Regions from separate parts of the Ovis aries genome. Here region 2 is linked to region 1. The links are chromatin contacts, called in public Hi-C maps. All regions are on one chromosome and are shown on one strand. The core of a region is the stretch at or near the end of the contact, and the rest is flanking DNA. Distances in the headings are between cores, read along the strand shown. Region 1 holds the start of RER1 (retention in endoplasmic reticulum sorting receptor 1). Region 2 holds the start of FAAP20 (FA core complex associated protein 20).

Region 1 (5,197 bases), core at 282-2,781:
TGAACTCCTATCAACATTTAGAAGGTGAACTTTGGATCAAATGGCCTGTCTATGGCGTGACTCACAGGCCACTGTGGCCCTCCCCACTCTGTGAAACAGGGCCACAGCATCTCAGCACCCCGCTCCCCAGGCCTTTGGTGTGGAGTCAGCAGCCAGCCTTGTTAGAACCAGAGCGGGGCCTGGTTCTAACCAGGAGCAGCCCCGGGGAGGAAGGCAGCAAGATGGCCTTGTTCGGACTTGTTTCCAATCAGGGTGGCCCTCACACAGCTGCGCTGTCTGCAGTCCCCTGCAGTTCCAAGACCACCTCCTCAAAGAGGCCCTCCATGACTGTCCAACTGGCACCTGTCCCTCAGATCACATCACCCTGTTCTATTTTGTGGGACAATAACTTCAAGACTGCTTTTTGCCTCATTTCTCCTTCCTCCTACTAGAATGCAAGCTCCCGGAAGAGGAGCCTTGTCCCTCCACTGCCGGCCCCGTTATCCAGGAGGCCAGGCACAGAGCTAGCAGTGGGTTAAGTTCTCTGTCGGATGTCACTGCCTCAGGCTCAGCCACAAAGGAAACAAAGAAAAAAAACAAGATCAGACAGTTCGAAACAGAGACCAGGAGTATCACTTATGGGGGTTTGTGTGCAGAGTACCAGAGTCATCACTGCACCTGTCTGTGGAGCTGTCCCCACACAGACGCATCCCACACAGAGGACAGTCCTGCCTGGCACCGTTTGGTTCCCTCTGTCTCCCCTCATCTCCTGCCCCCTTTCTCCTGAGTCCCGAGCCTGGTAATTTCCCACACTTTCATCCTGCGATGATGTTCTCTTCTCTGAAAAGCCCTTCCAGACCTCACCCACCCGAGTGCTCGGCCAGGGCTCACGGCCGGCTCCTTTTCCTGGGCATGACCACCTTCCCGTCTCGACCACACCTGCACCACCAAGACCTGGGGGCCCTATATTCACCTACGAGGAGAGCTCCACCTTACACATCTCCGGGAATGAGACCAACCCGACCGAGTAGCAGGCGCCCCGGGACGCTCCCAGGCCCATGTGCCTGGGGCAGGTTTCCGGAGGCAGCTGTAGGACAGCACGCGGGGCGCCGTCGAGCCGGTCAGCCCGAACGCTCGGGATCTTCGGTGTGCAGAAGGGCCAGGTCTCGACCCCGAGCGATCCAAGTCCACCGCGGCGCTTCCTACCCAAGTCCCGCAGGCTGCCCTGGATCGGCGAGGACACCGAGGTCCCACGGCCCCGGGCAAGCAGCCGACCCCTCCCAGGACGCGCTACCAGGGAACTGGGGCCGGTCACCGCGGCGACCCCGGGGGTCCGGCCCTGCCCCAGTCTCACGCGCGCCCCTCAGGACCACGGCACCCGCCCGACCCCAGCCCCGCCCCGCCCGCCAGCACCTCGCGGTCCACTGCGGCCGAGCGCGGTCTCCCGAGGGCCGCGGGAAGAAGGACGCGGGTGGCTGCCGCGCCGGCGTTTCGCTCGGTCCGGGAAGGGGTAACCGAGCACTTCCGCTCAGTCCTGCGCGGCACCGCCTCCCGGGCTTCCAAGATGGCCGCCGGGGCGGGGCCGAGAGCCTCCAACCATTTCCGCTTCCGGTGCGAGCTCCCAACCCGTTGGCTGGGTTGTCACGTCGGCGGAAGAGACGTAAGCGGCGGAAATTCGCCATGCTGCGCAAGCGCATTCGCGTCCTCTGGCTCCGGGCCCAGACAGTTCAGCTCCAGAACTTGGTAACGCCCAGGGACTGACTAGAGGCCACGCCCGCTCACAACCAACGAGCCAGTAGAGAAGAACTATGCAGTTGCTAAGGGAAACCTCTAGCGGCAAGATGGCGTTCGCCAGTGAGGGACGCGCGACCTCCTGCTTGCCGCGCCGGGAGCCTTCAGGGAGGCCACCGCGGGACGGTAACAGCCGACTACCCTACCGGGCCTCCGTTGGGAAGGGAGGGAGACGGACAGGTCCGGGCACTCGCTGAGCATCCCCGCACCTTCACTGCGAACCTAGCTCGCACCCCTGGGAGCTTGGTCGTCCCCAACTCAGGTGTCTGGGTGCCCACGGTATGGGCGGGGTCCCGGGCCCCGAGTAGCAAAACCGGCTGGGGCCTGGAGACCCAGTCGGGAGGAACTGAGTCGACCCTTGGTGACCCAGGGTGGCGGGGCGGGCGTCTCTGCATGGGTTGGGCGCTCAGCTTGTCTGCTGTATAAACGGATTAACAGGGAGAGTTGTGACCCAAACAGCCTTTGGGGAGCAGTGGGGGTGAGGCTCACTAAGAGGTGAAACGACAGACACCTAGAGAAGCCCCGGGATGGCCCCCACCTTGTGCATGCTGGTCGTCAGCCACGTCATCTGTACCTGGTGCTCACCTGGGTGTCCTTTCAACCTTCAGGTTATGGGATCTACGTTTATCCGAATTCTTTCTTTCGATATGAAGGAGAATGGAGAGGAGGCAAGAAACACGGTAAGGACAGGCTATGGCCTCTTGCTGTAGCCATTCCACTGACAGCACATGTCCCAGAGGAGCTGGGGCCACGTGAGTGCCTGCCACATCGGGCCCTCACTCGTGCGCATGAGGGGCCATCTGCAGAATGGGGGACCCAGATAGCCACCTTGGTGCTGATGAAAACTGTCTTTATTTTTTCCTTGAAGATGAAGAGGCTGACCATTTGAAAAAAAAAACAAGAGTCTAAATAGCAAGGAGAGCAAGTAGAAAGCGAGAGTCCCCTGGCGTCCACCCTAGAGGCAGACCTGGACTTTCCAAAGCTTACTGTCACAGTTGGATGCCTGTTTGGGGTTCTGTCTGCTCAAAGCCTCTGCAGATTTTTCTGCCAGAGGATTGATCTTTCAGTATTTTCTCATGAACTATTTGTGTATCAGTCGGCTGCCAGTGTATTTGGAACCTTTTGACTTTTATGGGAGTGTTTTTGCCACATGGGTGTTTCTCCCTTTTGTGCTGAAATCTGTGAGTCTCTTCCTGACCTGGACAAAGTGGTTCCTTCTTTTCAAAATGTATTTTTCAGTGTCACCTCGTGCTTTTCTCTTTCTCACCCTTTCTCTCTTCCCCCACCCCCACCTTCCCTCTGCACCTGCACTGACAGAGGCAAGATGGCCATCACGTGCTCTCTGAGGAGATCTAGGGGCAGGGTCCCTGAGCTTTTGATGGCCCGGACAGAACCAAATACAAAGACCTTGTGACCTGCTCTTCTCCCTGAGAAACAAGCCCAGCCACGCATGGCCCCAGCAGTCACTCCCAGCCACAGCCTAACATCACGATGTCTTTCACCAGGTCGGGGGAAGCTGCTGTTTAAAGATGGGAGTTACTACGAAGGTGACTTTGTGGATGGAGAGATCACAGGAGAGGGCTGTCGGCACTGGACACTGACAGGTCAGCTTGCCAGCCCTTCTTCCTGAACCCACCCTGCTGTGAGCTGCCCCTCCTTTCTGGATGCAGAAGACACTATGTCTAAACCTGAGGACCCCTGGCTCCCCAAAGGTGTCTCGTAGTGGCCTCGTGCCAGCTTGGGGTGGGATGGCCCCAGTGCTGCCTGCAGGACCTCAGACCCTCACAGGCAAGCGTTAAGTGGATTTTTGGTGGAAAGGAGTCTCACTCCACAGACTCTGGCCTGGAGGGGCCTCTGCTCCAGGCATACAGAGCACCCCCCACCCCCACTCCCCAAGAAGGTCCCTAAGAGAGCGGGAGAGGATTGTAGGTGATGGGACCATACCCACTCTGTCCCATCTCCCTCATCCACCAGCGTGAGCTGTGAGATAAACATATACCCTGCTCTGTGACCACAGCTGCCCAGGAGTCAGGTGAGAACTGGGTAATCATTACCCTGAGGCACTCAGGAAGTGGCTCTAACCCTAGTCACGGCTTTCTGCCTCCCATCCAGGGAACACCTACACTGGACAGTTTGTTCTCGGAGAGCCCCAGGGACACGGCATCATGAAGTACCAAGCCGGCGGACATTACGAAGGGGAGCTCTTCCGCGGCCTGAGAGAAGGTCGGGTGTCCGCAGGAAGGTGCAGGGTATGGGCTGTGGGGCAGACACTGTGGGGCCTTGGCCATAACCCTGCTGGGATTCTGACTCAGGGCCTAACGGCCTGGGCACCAGCATGTTCCCCTGTCCACTGAAGTTCAAAGTAAGGGGTTTACAGCAAGCCACCCAGACCTGGTGACTCAGGTCCCCGTTCTGTCCTTGCGCTCAATCCTGGGCTGGTCTGGCCTCAGCTGGGCAGGTCTTCTGGCCTCATGGAGTGTCGCAGCCCTTGAGCAGGCCTGTGGGGCTCCTGGGGTGAGAGGCTGATGGCCCCTCCTGATCCTCCACTCAGTTGTCGTCTCCACATCCTGCCAGGCTGAGCCAGTCAGGAGGCCACATGGAGGGGAACAGTGCCAGTCAGGAGGCCACCATGGAGGGGATCAGTGCTGGTCAGGAGGCCACATTGGTGGGGGGCCAGTGCGAGTGAGGCCCCGGGGAGTGAGGGGAGCGGCTACGCCCCCAGCAGCCCACCCCCTGCAAAAGTCCCCACCCCCTCCAAGGCCTCCCCGTGGAGTGTGGATGCGCTCCCCTCCCTGAGTGTCCAGATTCTGGAGACACCATGCCTACACTGGCAATTTCTCTGGTCTCTGGGTCCTTTGAGTAGATGGTAGAGGCCCAGGATGGCCACGTGTCCGCAGCATGAACTCACTCCTGCAAGCTGGCCTTGACTACCCCACAGCACCACCCGAGCGGGACAGCAGCATTTCAGCCTCTATTCTGGGGGACTGTGGCCCTTGAATGGCACCCCCACCCTCACTTGGGACCTTGAGAACTGAACCCAGAGCTGCTCCTGCTGCGTGCGGCTGCCCAGCTGTTCCAGATCAGATCTTGGGGCCAAGGGACCCCATGCAGCTCGGTCCCCGGGGGTGCCAGCGCTAGCTTTCCTCCAGACAATTCCCTCCCCTAAGGGAGGCACAAGGTGACCTCTGCTCTGGCCTTCTCCAGGACACGGGTGTCTGGTGGATGCAGATGGACAAGTGTACTGGGGGTCGTTTCACAACAACAAGCGGCACGGCCAAGGGCGGATGGTCTTCCGGTGAGTTCACTGGCCAGCGGGCCATCCCACCTCGAGCGCTTAGCCCTGAAAGGAGGGTCTATGTGCCTGGATGGGATTCTGTAATTTCTCTCTGTTATTGAACTTGGTTCTATGTGTGCTTAGTAGAAAAAA
Region 2 (5,239 bases), core at 2,565-5,064, 140 kb after region 1:
CAAAGCTTGGTGTCTGCTGGACTGACATTCTCCACAGGAGCCAAGGTGGTGCCCCCGCTAGCTCCCATGCCGCCTCCTATGGGCCTGGCACTCCTGAAGCTCGGGGACACCATGGGAAGGACATGGCACCCTGGGCCCATGAGTCCCACTGCGGGGCAGGAAAACCCAGCCAGGCGATGGGTTTGGGGAGGGTCAGGAGGGCTTCTCTGCAGGCAGGCCCCAGAGGAGAGCCGAGGGGTCAGTAGGGGTGGAGATGTGGGGACAGAGACGGGGCGGGGAGCACAGGGCAGCAGCAGAGGAGGGTGCTGGGGCAGGAGCGGAGGGGACCTCAGGGAGGACAAGGTTCGCTATGCATGCTGGGAGAGGGTGGCTGTCCAGGCGAGAGGTGGTAGCCAGGGTGGACTCCTGGTCACAGGCCACCATCTCTCCCCCGCCGCCTGGCTGCCCCACTACTTTCAGGCTCTTGAAGTGGGGGCTGGAGGCCCAGCTTGTCCTTGGCTTTAGCCTGCTGTCAGTGCCGGCTCCTGGCTACGGACACCCACTCCTCTGCAGCCGTGACGAGGGGTCCCGAGGAAGCTGTGGTGCCCTCGCTTCCACAAGGGTGAGTGGGCCCCGAGCGCCCGCTCTGTTGCCCAGTGGATCCTGCAGTGTTTCCCAGACAACTGTTTCAACCCAGCCTGTTTGCCTGGAGCTCCGCATGCCCGCGAACGCCACCACCTGGCTCCAGGCCTGCTTGCCCGCTTGGCACCCACAGGCCAGCAGGTGTGGCCACCTGGGAAAGCTGGGCTCCAGCTCTCAAGACCAGGCTGGGCGGCGCAGGCACCAACAGGGCACCCACATGGAGGACAGGAGCCCAGTCCCCAGTTTCACTTGGCAATCAGAGGCTGCGCTGCTCCACGGGGCTGGTTGTACCCGCCAGGCTCAGGCCCTACTCTGCCTGCCTGCGCTGTCTTGACCCCATTTGCCGGGAGCCCTGATGGCAGAACTGACCCTCAAGCAATCAAAGGAGGGTGTGGGGAAGCCAAGTGGGGCTCGGACCTCACCAGCCAGCTGGGGTCCAGCCAACAGATCTTACCCTGCCGGCTTGCCTCAGAGTTGGAGGCCTCGGCGTGGGTCAGTCAGCGGCAAGACCCACTCCATGGAGAGGAGGGCAGAGCACAGTCACCAGGCTCCGAGGATACCAGGAGCCCAGATACCTGTGGCTCCTGGTAGTCAGAAGGTGCTGGAAAGGTCTGGGCCCTGACCAGCTGGCAGCAAATGGCACCCTGATTCTGGGAGGGGAGGAAAGGGGAAAGGGGACTTCGTTTGCCATAATAGATGAAGCCAGAGCACCCGGGGGTAGCAGTCTCTCAGCTGGGCCTTGCCTGTGGCTGCAGGGTGGGGTTGTCACCCCCTCACCCCCACCCACTGGAGCCTCTTCTGCTTCATTGGAGGGGTACCTCCTTCAGAACGCTGAAACATTCTCCGTAAACATGAATTTGGCTTGTAAAAATCTCATTTCCATAGTGCAGCGTCAGTCCCAATCAGAAATTATTTCCCAGTAAAGCCCATGGCCCCTCACTGCAGCAGATGGCTCAGAAAATAGGAGACTTTTAATCAAGTTCAACTTTTAAACTTCCTCCAGCCCCCCTCCTGGCACTGCATCTTGCTCATAGCGCCGGGACAGCTGGGACAAGGTAGTCTCCTTCCACCTCCAGAAGGTCCCCGTGCAGGCTGGGCAGGCGGCGGGCAGCTGTCGGGAGAGCGCCAGCCGAGGGGCTAGAACTCCTGCTGGGGCCAGCACCTGCCATGTGCTTGGCACAGGGGTCACCCCAGCTCTGTTCTTGGTGGAAGTGTCCCAGGCTGGAGGTCCTGGTGATGATGGGGGAGCTAATCCCCAGCAGCCGGATGAAACCAGAGAGGAGAAGCCCCCGGAGACAGCCTTGACATGTCGCTCTGGCTCTGCCATCCCCACATGCAGGCCCCGAGGGCCTCCATTCTGCCCCCACCAGCAGCCCAGGGTAAAGGAGACCCCTAGGGTGATTAAGGCCAAAGGAGAGTGGGTGCCCGCTCACCTCATGCTGAAGGCTGGAGCCAGGCTCAGCCAGCCCCTGGCAGCCCCCGGGACCTGCCCTCAGGCCTCCCCATTGTCCTGGGTCCACCTGAGACCCTCCTGGTTCCTGCCTCAAGCTACCCTTCCTGGGTCTGGGAGCTGGCAGTGTGAGGTCCTTAGAGGAAATGGCTGGGATGCTGAGGACCCCAGGGCTCCTGTTGTGGGGATCAGCCGCTCACATAGATGTCCCCACACAGCTTCCCAGCATGTCCTGAGAGCTGGGCACAGGCTGGCTATCTGAGGCCTGGTAGGTCCTGCTTGCCTTGGGGAGGACTGGTGTTCCTCCTGAGAGTCTCCAGGCGGGCATGCAGATATGCAGTGATGCTTCCAGGAACAGCTTTGAAGCAGTGGAGACTGAAGCCAGGGTGAGGGTAGGGGGGCTGTGGCTGGGGACGACAGACACGAGCCATTCGGGGGTCCTCAGTCAACCAGCCCCTGTGACATTCCCGGCCCGCCTGTGAGTCCCCTCACCCGGGCTTCTCTCACCTGGGAAAGTGGCGGGTCACCTCCTCTGGGGCCCCAAGACCACCCACTGTAGCAGCTCCCTTGTTTAGACACGCACAGGCTGTCTCCCAGGAACTGGCAGGCTCCAGGTGAGAGCTCTGTCTCATTTGCTCCCCCAGGCATCTTCAGCCTCTAGACCAGTCCCTGGCCCAGAAGAGTCCACTCTGCTCTGGAGGTCTGCATGGCAGCTGGATGGAGGTCACTTGAGTGGCCTCAACTTGGGGACAGGGGCGCCTGGGGGCTGGAGTGTGTCACATGGGGGGGTGCCACAGATCCAAGTTGGAAGAGGCAATCTGTGATGTGACGAGGGGCGGAGGTGAGGAGACTATGGGAGCTCCTGCAGAAGGGTGTGCAGAACAGAGTTGCCGAAGCTGTGGGGCTGGGGAGGAGCCAGGGAGAGCCCATGACCCCAGTGGCATCTGCCTGTGGCCTGGAGAGGAGAAGGCTGCCACCCAGTATCCCCTGCACCCCTCAGCCCTGGTGGGACCCCAAGGCACCGACTGCACCAGCAGAACAGACAAGGGTGGCTGGGCATCTGCTGCCACCAAGTGGCGGATTGCAAGGTCGCTGGCTCAGCGAGAGCGCCTGGGGCCCAGGGTGTCCAGGAAGCTCCTCGCAGGCCCTCCGAGCACCCGGACCCTGGTCTTCTCACTTCGTCTCTTAATTAAGGAAACTAGGCTCCTCCCTCCTGTAAGGAAACGCGGACGTCCTGAGAAGGTTCTCCCAGGCTCAGGATTGTCCAGAGGAAGGAGGCAGAGCCAGGACCAGCGGCGAGTGGGGACGCCAGGGCCCCCGGCCGCCTTCCCACCCAGTTCCTCCTCCTCGGAGGTCTCTGCAGAGCAGACCCCAGGCCTGAGGGGTGGGGCGGCACCTCCCGGCTCAGCTGGAAAATGGCTCCCTCAGGGCAAGGCAGCCTCGCGACCTCAGTCCTGCCTCCAGGGAGCAACCCTGACCTCCGTCTCCCTCCCTCCGATACTGCCACAAGAGGGAGGTCACCCCATGGTCTGGGGGTCGAGTCCAGCGCCCAGATGGGAGTGATTTCGGGTCCACACAGCTCTCCGGGGGGTGCTGGGGCATTGAGGAGGGGGCCCTAGACCCGCTCTTGTCTGGGCGGGGCTGCCCAGGGCGGGCGACTGGGGTGTGTGTCTTGTTGTGGGCGGGGTCTTGCCGGGGGCGGCGCCTGGCGCTCCAGCAGCTCATTTCCGCCGGACGCGGGGCGTCTGGGCGGATAGAGGCTATGCGGAGGTCGCGGCTAAGTCTGAGCCGCCGGAGGCCGCCCTCTGGGGCCGGGTGAGGTTGGAGGCTGGGGGCAGCGGGGGGCGGGGGGCGGGAAGGGTCCCGGATGGGGCCTAGTGTCCCCGGCCCAGCGGTAGCCGGGTGTCACGCCCCCACGTGCTCCCTGGAACTCGCCTCGATCCCGCCCCGCCAGCCCTCCTCCCGCCCCACTGCCGAGCTGCACCCACCGTCTCTCCCCGCTGAGTCCTTCCTGTTCCCCGAGGGCCCCGCTCCCCGCTTCCCCTGTGCTGTGATTATGCCCACCCTCGCCGCCCCAGGCCTCCGAGCAATACCTCCGGGTCCCTCCCGGATGGCGGCGAGTGCGCGAAGCTGTGGACTGAGTTGCTGCGCACCGCGAGCGCAGACCTGAACGAGGACGGCGAGCTGCCGCCGCTGCCCGCGTTCCCCGGCCAGGTGCGTGTGAAGCGATCCCCGCGTCTCCAGCTGGGCTGGGGCGGGCAGGCGGGCGCGGTCCGACGACTCCTTTTTGCAGGAGCCCAAGCGCAGTCCTGAGCGCCCGCCCCTGGAAAGATTCACCGTGGGAACCGAGACCTTTTTCTGGACGCCCTTCCCGCCGCCCCCGCCGGGGCGAGGCGGGGACTCGGGCGGCTCCGACCTTGTGCTCAGAGCGGTCCGGGGGCACACGGGGTCCCCCCAACAATATGCAGCGCCCGAGCTCCGCGGAACCCCCAGCGCCGAGGAGCAGCTGTCAGAGGAGCAGCCCTCCCAGCGACAGCCGTCAGTGGACGGTGCGACGACCCTGCAGAGCTGTCCCATGTGCCAAGTCGACTTCGTCCCGGGGTGAGTGGCCCCCTGGGCCTCCCTCTCCTCCACTGCCACCCCCGTGGCCCCTGCCCTGTTTGGAAACCACAGGCAATTTCTGAAGCCTAGGGTGTGTTAAGTCGCTCAGTCCTGTCCAACTCTTCGCGACCCCATGGACTGTAGCCTACCAGGCTCCTCCGTCCATGGGATTTTTCCAGGCAAGAATACTGGAGTGGGGTGCCATTTCCTTCTCCAGGCGATCTTCCCAACCCAGGGCTAGGGTGCCTTAGCTCAACTTTGGCTTTTTAAAGTGAAATTTCATGCATAGAAAGTTGGCAAAGTGCAGAAGTGGTGCTGATCAGCTGGAGGGCACAGGGCTGGGGGTCTGAAGGTCCCGCTGCAGGTGCACTGGCCTGAGACCCTGATGACAGGCTGCAGCCTCCCAGACATACCCACTACGGTGGGAGGGCAGGGAGGCTCTGGCTCTGTTGGGGTCCACACTGACACCCGCTGGTGAGACTGCCTCCAGGGTGAGTCTGGGCTGTGGGTCATAGAGCAGTTTTTTGTTATGGTCCCTCCAACCACCTTCCCCGTGGGTGGACTGTG

What was found. A called contact is a pair of places that touch in the nucleus more often than the background predicts.
Region 2: a contact with region 1 is called in a Hi-C map of muscle, with 10 times the contacts expected there. The contact joins the promoter of FAAP20 here to the promoter of RER1 in region 1. A contact is called at or near these places in 11 of 16 Hi-C or Micro-C datasets (blood, hypothalamus, liver and 5 more).

The regions. Positions count from the first base shown.
Region 1 is chr12:49,761,744-49,766,940 of ARS-UI_Ramb_v3.0, forward strand. RER1 (retention in endoplasmic reticulum sorting receptor 1) reads right to left here and starts at 1,532. Exons shown (of 7, transcript XM_042257384.1): 1 at 1,393-1,532. MORN1 (MORN repeat containing 1) reads left to right here and starts at 1,790. Exons shown (of 14, transcript XM_042257381.2): 1 at 1,790-1,950; 2 at 2,379-2,450; 3 at 3,276-3,374; 4 at 3,883-3,993; 5 at 4,975-5,065. The coding sequence starts at 1,821.
Region 2 is chr12:49,900,284-49,905,522 of ARS-UI_Ramb_v3.0, forward strand. FAAP20 (FA core complex associated protein 20) reads left to right here and starts at 3,815. Exons shown (of 6, transcript XM_027975751.2): 1 at 3,815-3,886; 2 at 4,150-4,285; 3 at 4,365-4,672. The coding sequence starts at 3,834. LOC121820795 (a long non-coding RNA gene) reads right to left here and starts at 3,285. Exons shown (of 3, transcript XR_006061495.2): 1 at 1-3,285.